2 separate regions of the Mus musculus genome follow, and region 1 is linked to region 2. A link is a contact called in public Hi-C data. All regions are on one chromosome and are shown on one strand. Each heading gives the region's core, a stretch centred on a gene start, on an enhancer-like site or on the middle of the called end of the contact. The rest is flanking DNA. Distances are from core to core; before and after follow the strand shown. Region 1 has its middle 78 kb from the start of Sh2d4a. Region 2 has its middle 130 kb from the start of Psd3.

Region 1 (4,135 bases), core at 420-2,919, 95 kb before region 2:
GCATTTGAGGAAACACTGAAACAAAACCAGCAACATCCAAATAGTTAAAAGCAAGAAATTACTAAGAGTAAGAAGGAATGACCATCAGATATGATAAAGATATACCACAAATTTTTATAAGAAAAAAATCATCTAAACAATGAGTCCAATATTGAATGTGTGTGAGCATACATGCTCCTGCTGGCATATGGATCTATGTGAGTGTGTGTTGAGGACTGAGGTTGAAAACACTTATTTTCCTTAATCACCCTCTAACTTGTTATTTGAGATCTTTCACTAAACCTGAAACTCACTGATTTGGCAAGATGGCCCTGGCCAGCAAGCCCCAGGATTTTCCTGTCTCTGTCTTCCCTAAGCTAAGATCAAAGGCTACACTCAAGGACAGCTTATTCAGTGACCTCTTCTGACATTCATGTATCAAATAATAGAAGCTAAGGTCACATAAACTTCTTTGAGCCCCAGGTTTTAGATAAATTTTATCGGCTTATTAAGGGTGCTTCATAGAAAAAGGCTAAATTGAAATACTGTTTAATATTAGAGATGAATTTTTAAGTAGTTCATGTAAATCTTTTGCAGATGTACTTAGTTGCAGTAAGAGAACATTATTATTTAAATTAAATGAAAATTTAAGAAAATAAGAAAACTTTTTTTAAAAAAATGGATTGAATTTAATTTTGATTCTTAGAACTTCTATCCAGTTACTTATCTGACATCCCCACTAAAAGCAAGCATCAATCCTGATGAAGGTCTGAGACACTCTTTCTTTCTTTCTTTCTTTCTTTCTTTCTTTCTTTCTTTCTTTCTTTCTTTCTTTCTTTCCTTCTTTCTCTCTCTCTCTCCCTCCCTCCCTCCCTCCCTTCCTTTCCTTCCTTCCTTCCTTCCTTCCTTCCTTCTTTTCTTTTCTTTTCTTTTCTTTTCTTTTCTTTCCTTTCCTTTTCTTTTCTTTCCTTTCCTTTTCTTTTCTTTTTGTGACAGGGTTTCTCTGTGTAGCCCTGGCTGTCCTGGAACTCACTCTGTAGACCAAGTTATCCTCAAACTCAGAAATCCACCTGCCTCTTCCTCCCAAGGGCTGGGATTAAAGACTTGTGCAACCACCGCCCAGCTTGAGATACTATTTCTAATCTTCTACCTAAAATGTGTTTGCTTTTGAAAGCTATCTTAATCTTTCCCTGTCTACCTTTCTTTTTTTTTCTTTTTTTAAAATTTTCTTTTTCTCTCCTTTTTTCTTTTTCTTTTTAAAAAATTATTTGTTATTATCACTGTATCTGTCTTCAGTCATACCAGAAGAGGGCATCAGATCTCATTATGGATGGTTGTGATCCACCATGTCATTGCTGGGATTTGAACTCAGGACCTCCAGAACAGCAGTCAGTGCTCTTAACCCCTGAGCCATCTCACCAGCCCTCCTGTCTGCCTTTCATTTTTCTTTTTGTTTGTTTTTTGGAACAGGGTTTCAGTATGTAGTCCAGGGCTAGCTACACCTAGGGGTGTACAGCTACCCCTATCCCTGTACACCCCACCTCCTCACCCCACTCCACCCCACCCCCGCCAACCATGACTCAGCTATTCAAGTACTGATATTTGTATAGACAAGTGAGTCACTACACCTGGCTCTCTTTCTGTTGCTGTAACCAAATGCCTTTGATTTGAAAATAACTGAATAATGTTCACTTATTTCTTGTTCTGCCAGCAACATGTTGTTGGCATCTGGTGGGGACCTTCTTAGGGCTCCTCTGGTGTCAAGACATGCTGGAGAGCCATGAGCTGAAATGCAGTGAAAGCTGACCTTTAGAGCAAAGACCCTAACATAATCCACAGACCCACATGCACCTCTCACAGGTCCACATTCCAACAGCACTACACTGGTAGGTAAATATTAGAACACTTGAACTTTGGTGGAACACATTAAAATCACAATTATGATATTGCATTCTTACTAAATGTTTCATTTATACTATCTTGATTGTTCTGTAAACCTCTTTCACCAATTAGATAAGTGTTAGCTTCATAACTCTGGCTTTATATCTCAGTGTATCAAAATATACTATAGAGCACCCAGAGTAAAGCACAGATAGATTGTGTTAAGTTAATCAACAGATTGTTAATAATTAGATTAAGTGGGTAGTGAAAGACTTGATAGCAAAAGCAATAAAGTTTCTGGCCAAGGCAAATGTCCTGTCCTTGTAATATGCATGTCTTGGATAATATATAATCCTAAGGAGTATCTTAGTGCCATTAAAACAATAAACATGAATTCTAGTTCATAAAGTAGTAAAAAAAATACCTGGGCAGTTCTACCATGTCCTGTGTAGCACACTAGCTTGGTTGTGCAAGAGCTAATGAATAGTCCACCTATCATGTGTATTTAGAGATGAATGACACGTTGAATTGTGACTGAATTTGTACCCATTCCCTAGTGCCAGCTTTGCCGTTGGAAACATAGTCAATATTTTACCTGTTTGTAGATTGAAACTTTTCTGGCAGCCAACATTTTAAAAGTCTGAGTGTGGTGTAAGGGAAGGTTAACCTCACCAGGTCGTGTCAGGACATGTAAGCTACCTCCTCATTTTAATGAAATTCTAGTTTCTTAGAGCAGACTGTTTGCTGGACTATGTCACATCAGAAGCAGTCAGAAAGCAGCATGTCTAGTTCCTGGTGTCATCCAGAGACTTCTTGGTTTCCTTGAGCACTCCCTTGAGCTTGAGATGACTTTCTTCTTGTTTTGGCAGAAACTAGAGTCTCAAAAGGCCAGCACCAGCGGTCTTCATGGAGGTTTGCAGGCCAAGGGCACATTAAGTGGGGTTATGACAAGGTCTCTCAACAGCTCTGGTGAAGTCTCACATTGAAGGTGATCATTAACTTTCTGAAGGTGGTAGCTATTTTTGTCTCCCGAGAGAGCAATTGATATAACCTATTTTATGTTCAGAGCTAAGGTTCTGATCCACTGTGGTTTCCTTTCAGACATAATTGATGCTGATAAATGTAACTTCTGCATGAGCGTCTCTTGTCTTTTTATTTCAAAGTGCCATTTGGTCAGAGATACAGTGAGTAGAGGGCGTTGTGTAAATCAATGGGGATTCACATTTCTTTTCTAAGCTTAAATCTCTGTGCTCCCTATAGAAAGCCAATTGTCTTCCGTCCTCTTCTCTACTAGTTCCTGGCAGTGTACCTTCCTCGGGCACTCAGAGGGAAGCAGCTGTGGTCTCCATGTGACATGCTCCCTTTGGCTCACTGTATGAACTCTTCTCTAGAGATGGTTGTACTATTTTGGAAGCTGAAATCTTTAGGAGTCACAATAGAAGAAAAGAGTCACAGCAGATGCACCTTAAGGTTTGAGTTGATCCTGCTTCCCAGGCACTGTTGGCTTCCTGGCTTTGGAATTAATGCAATAGGGTACCTCACACTCGTCACCACCTGCTCCTTGTCTTCCCCACCATGCAGCATCTGCTCGGACTTTAAACAAAATAAACCTTCCTTTCCTGAAATTGGCCCTTGCCAGACATTCTGTCTTAAAGGCAACTAATATAGAAGCTATGTTTTCTTTCTGCCTCAGTGTCCCATTTTTCTACCAATACTTATTCATTCTTTGCTCCTCCTTATCTTTGAAACATTTTTTTCCCTAAAGCCAATGTTTTCGTTGGCTTTCTAATATTTTTGATCCTTCTGATTTTCTACCTTGTCTGGCATTAGTTTTGTTAATCTTATACTTTGTGCCTCACCTCCACTCCTTCCAACCTCCCTATGATCATATAAACATGTTATCTTAGTAAAAGAAGAAAGTGACTTTTCATAATAAAGTCCTTATTTATTCTGTGACATTTTTAAAAAATGGGTCAAAACACAGGGACGCCCATTAGGAGGTACAAACCCTGAATAATTCCTATTTCTTGGTTCTTTAAATTACCTTATATTGAACATTGGACTAAACTGAGCTACGTGGTGTCTGTGAACCTCAGTGGCCCAGTTTCTCCCTACAAGTCGGGGGTGACACATTCTGCTCCACTTATGTCATTAGGAAGACATTTTGAGGCATACATTTTGTACTCATTACAAGAAACCTTATAACTTCTACTTTCAGTAACATTAACAAAAGCCCAGGGTAGCACCCTGGGAAAGCTTCTGCATTCTCTAAGGC
Region 2 (4,236 bases), core at 860-3,359:
AAGCCCAGGAGTTACCCAGTTGGCTTAAAGGGGAAAATGAGTCATGAGAGATAATGGATCTGGGCTTCTAGAGAACAGCTCTGGTCTGCTTCGCCTGCTACTGTGAGGTTCGCTTACATTCCTCAGGAATAGATGCCATCCAGAGCCCTGGGTGACTCCTCTTGCTGGTATCTCTAGACATACTACAGAACACACTGCACCTGGACTATCAAACCATGGTTCTCCCTTCCTGTTCTAGCTATATGTTCACATGGGATTTATCATCCTTTTACCACATGTTTGGACGATACCCAGGAGTGATAATATTTAGGTTTTTGAATTTTATAAACATGTGGTTAGAGTCTAAGGGCTTTTGGGGCTCTTTCTATGAGAAACATTTTTAATGCCATTATTCTTGTTGCAATGATGTCTTGCATATTTATAAGGAGCTTTGGGGTGAGAGGATGGTTCTGGAGTTTCTCACAAATCTCAGAGCCTAAGCTAGATTAACAGGTATGGAGGCTTCAAGGGCTATAATGATGATATGATGGTGATGATGATGGTGATGGTGATGATGACGATGACAACGAGACAATATGATGAAAAGAACAGCCATAATGTCTCCTCTGCATTATTTTTCAAAGCCATAGCATAATACAGTTTCTTCACAGCATTGATAAAAATATAATCACATTGTAAAAGTAAAGATAACTCCTTTATCTTACAATTGAAGCAATGAACTCATTTTACAAATACTAATTTTCAGTCTCTGTGCTAGACAATAGGATTATGGATGGTAATAATTTTTAAAAAGACATATCCTTGAGATATTTATAATCTAGCTGAGAAGTCAGTAATTTAAATAATTAGAAGAATAATGAGTGTCACAAATAAAGTAGACAGTTATGTAAGTGAGCATTGTAGGCACCAGGTCTGGTGAACTGTGAAGAGCAGCTATCCAGTTGAGTAATAGAAGCTAGTGTTTACTGAGCATTTATTATAAGCAGTCATAATATGTACATTACTTTTATCAAAAACCCCGTTAGGAGAGCCTGTAGTTTTTTTTTTCATAGATAAGAGAAATCAAGATCAAAGAGGTGAAATATAGTAAGCTAGAGGCTCATAGCTATTTGAAGTGGTAACTGACCCACCTTAAGCAATAGCACACCAGGCGCTCTGCTACTGTAGGACACAAAGAGAAGTGGGTGAGATTGGAGTCTATGTCATCCTCTGTGGGACTCAGGGGACCATGGTTAAGTGACACATTCAATGACTGTGTGAGCTGGGAAGGGGGGTGTTCCTTAGTGCCTTCTGTTGCTTTGGCACTCACAGCACCTCCACAACAAGAACATGCAACTGTCTTCCTTACAATTGAGGGAGCTAAATCCTCCATATACAGCCAGGGTTCTAAAGGTTTGATGAATTTTTCTTAAAGAATAATTGATTCATGGATCAGGGACATCCCATCGGAAACATTTAGGAAGGTACTTAGCCTGCAGAAAAATGGTGAGCACAGAAGACAAATGGAAGCCACCTGTGCCCAAGTCACTTTCCTTACAAGGTTTCTACAGGCTGTATTTCTTCCCTATGCTGGCTTGGGTAGATTGGAATCCTTCCTGTGCTGGCTCCGTAAGGATCATGTGTAAGCATCTTGAAATGATAGACATTTTATCCATCTTTGTATCCCGTCTACTAAACACAATGAAAGGAACAGTAAAGAGGGTTTCATTATGACTGTAAACCAGTCAGCCAAGACCCCCTTGAATTTCTCCATTAAGGAGCCCTGCAAGTCTGTATAATGGGTTGGATCTTTCTTTCTTTTTTGATCTCTGGTACCAAAGATTGGATGCACAAACAACTGAGTCAGTATGAACAAACCTGGATGAATGGAGCAAATAAGGAACCAAGAAAAGCACAGGACACAGGGAAGGGCCAATTAGAGTTGTCTGTTCCCTGTGGAAGACTCTGAGGAGGGCCAGTTAGATAGGTGGACAAGCCAATATAGTTGAATATGGTCACTTTCACACAGGAGGGGAGGGGAATTTGAGTAGAAACTAAAGCATGATCCTAAGAGAAGATAAACTAAACTAAATGGCACTAAAGGAGAGCATTCTAGATGGTTAGTCATGTGTATAAAATCTGGCGATTTTTTTTCTAATGTGTAAAAATAGTAATACCTGCCTGCCCCTGGTACACTCATAGTATTTGCAATCTGACATAGCTGCCAGTTGAGTCATTTGACTAGTGAGTGTGATTTGTCTTCTTACCAATGATTTAATTATTAACTATACTCATTTTTCTCTTTCCCTAAATAGTCTCCAATTATAAGAATCTTGACCAATTGGATCACTTGATTAATTTAGCTGATTTTGTAAGAGTGTTATTGTGATGCGATTTTTAAGGAGATGCCAACTATGAGCTCACATCTTTTTTTTTAATCCCCATGTTGTTTTAGAGAAAGGGGAGAGGTGAGGATAAATGAGGCATGATCAGATGCCCCCTGTAGAGGCTGGCACCTGGCTGATACCTGAGGATCTTACCAAGGCTAGGAAGGAAACCATGGCTAATGAATGTGCCCCACTGTGTTCGTGTATAAATGAAAGGAGCCAAAGAAAGAACCACTCAGAGTAGGTAGAAGCCAGGAGCCTTCAACAAAAGGGCTGTTGTTGCCTTGCCAAAGGAGTTATCTAGATAACCAGGGACAGGCATCTCCTGAGCCTCTTCCACCCTTAAACCTGATGCCCTTGAGAGACTGGTGACTTCCATGTGTCATCTTTCATTTCCTGCTTTCTTTCCTCATTCAGCTAACTTTATACCTGAAAAATCTTCTACAGAAGAATTCAATCCCCCCTTTGGACAACAGGAATAGTAGCACATGAAGTATTGATCAGCTTTGTTGTGGAAGCATGTCACACTACCAAGATCTATCAATACATTAGTGTCAACCTACATAGGAAACTGGATGGTTACAGATGTAAGAAAATAGTAGCCTTATGGATAGAACTGTGGATAGCCACCTATTGATATATGGTTGGTACTGAAAGCAAAACATCTCTACTCATATCCCTAGAGCTACTTCTGAAATTTTAAGTTGGTTCACAGTATTTTTTAAACTTTTCTTTCAGTTCCCTGAAAGCACATACTCGTTAAATTCCAGAACTCCCAAAAGGTACTCTTTAACTCCTTAAGCTGATGTTATTCACAAGTAAGAAAGAAGGAAGGGAAGAAGAAAGGAAGGAAGGAAGGAAGGAAGGAAGGAAGGAAGGAAGGAAGGAAGGAAGGAAGGAAGGAAGGAAGGAAAGGAAGGAAGGAAGGAAGGAAGGAGGAAGAAAAGGAAGGAAGAAGAGAAGAGGAAGAAAGCAATTCTCAATAAATATCTTTCAAATAAGCCTTCAGCTATCCTAAATTTGGTGTCATTTGGGAAATTGTCTGGCAGTAAATGCTGGCCTTGGGTTACATACGCTCATCTCAAACTCAGATCTGAAGGCAGAATGAGAAGGTCTGTGTATCCGTTGGCTCTCAAGTCCTGTCCCATACCTAAGATGCATCCCTGGGCATGGAGCAAAGCCAGGAGTTCCAATGGCTACAGGGGCAAAAGTCAATCAGGTATGAGGCAACAAGGATGGCTAATAAGTGCCAGCAGCACTCTGGCAGGCTGGAGAAAAATGGTCCAAGACAAGGAATAGTACACAATGTTGTTTTTTCCCTTTTCTTTCCTCACCTTCCACATCTATTTCCTGTTGTAAGAAATATTAAAAATCCTGGCCTGCAGGGTTTCTACCCACCTTAGGCCATTTATCTCCCTGGATGAAAGACTCTCACTGCCTTTATATTTTTAAATATGCCTTAGGCAGCACAATAGCTGGGCAGCTGCCTACCCTCCATGCTGTTAGAATCTACCTTTCTATCGATAACTACAAGCATCAATCACTATTTACTATGTTTCATCTGGGCTGCTCTCAACTCCAACTAGGCAACCCCCAACCCCTGGTCTCCTTCTCCCTCCTGTACATTCTTCTTCTATTTCATGGGGGCTTCCTTCTTCCTTTCCTTCTTACACAAGCCTATGAAACCACAACCCTACCTATGTCTCTTCTGCCCAGCTATTGGCTGTTGGCATCTTTATCCATCAATCAGAATTAACTTGGGGACAGTGTTCCAGGGGCTATGTATAGACTCCAGTTCTTGGGGGCCCACATTTAGTACTGCAATAGACAGTAAAAGACAAAACCTCAGTGTTGTGGGAGCAACTAAAAT

What was found. A called contact is a pair of places that touch in the nucleus more often than the background predicts.
Region 1: a Hi-C map of pancreatic cancer cells shows a contact between it and region 2, with 2.0 times the contacts expected there. The contact joins two enhancer-like sites. A contact is called at or near these places in 1 of 39 promoter capture datasets (the C10 cell line), 1 of 15 datasets of contacts at CTCF or cohesin (the NIH/3T3 cell line), 22 of 484 Hi-C or Micro-C datasets (the 63-12 cell line, the AML12 cell line, the G1E-ER4 cell line and 12 more), 6 of 115 datasets of contacts at active chromatin or transcription factors (DN3 thymocytes, embryonic fibroblasts, embryonic stem cells and 3 more) and 4 of 9 other capture datasets (adipose tissue, bone marrow-derived macrophages, liver and 1 more).

The regions. Positions count from the first base shown.
Region 1 is chr8:68,196,190-68,200,324 of GRCm38.p6, reverse strand. It overlaps a transcript of Psd3 not described here. Among named protein-coding and RNA genes, the nearest start is that of Sh2d4a, 78 kb to the left of the region's middle. Within about 2 kb of position 1,669, at least 23 of the 459 cell types and tissues checked have an H3K27ac peak or open chromatin away from gene starts, as enhancers often do. A contact at or near this core is called in pancreatic cancer cells, where this site is marked.
Region 2 is chr8:68,101,419-68,105,654 of GRCm38.p6, reverse strand. It overlaps a transcript of Psd3 not described here. Among named protein-coding and RNA genes, the nearest start is that of Psd3, 130 kb to the right of the region's middle. Within about 2 kb of position 2,109, at least 18 of the 459 cell types and tissues checked have an H3K27ac peak or open chromatin away from gene starts, as enhancers often do. A contact at or near this core is called in pancreatic cancer cells, where this site is marked.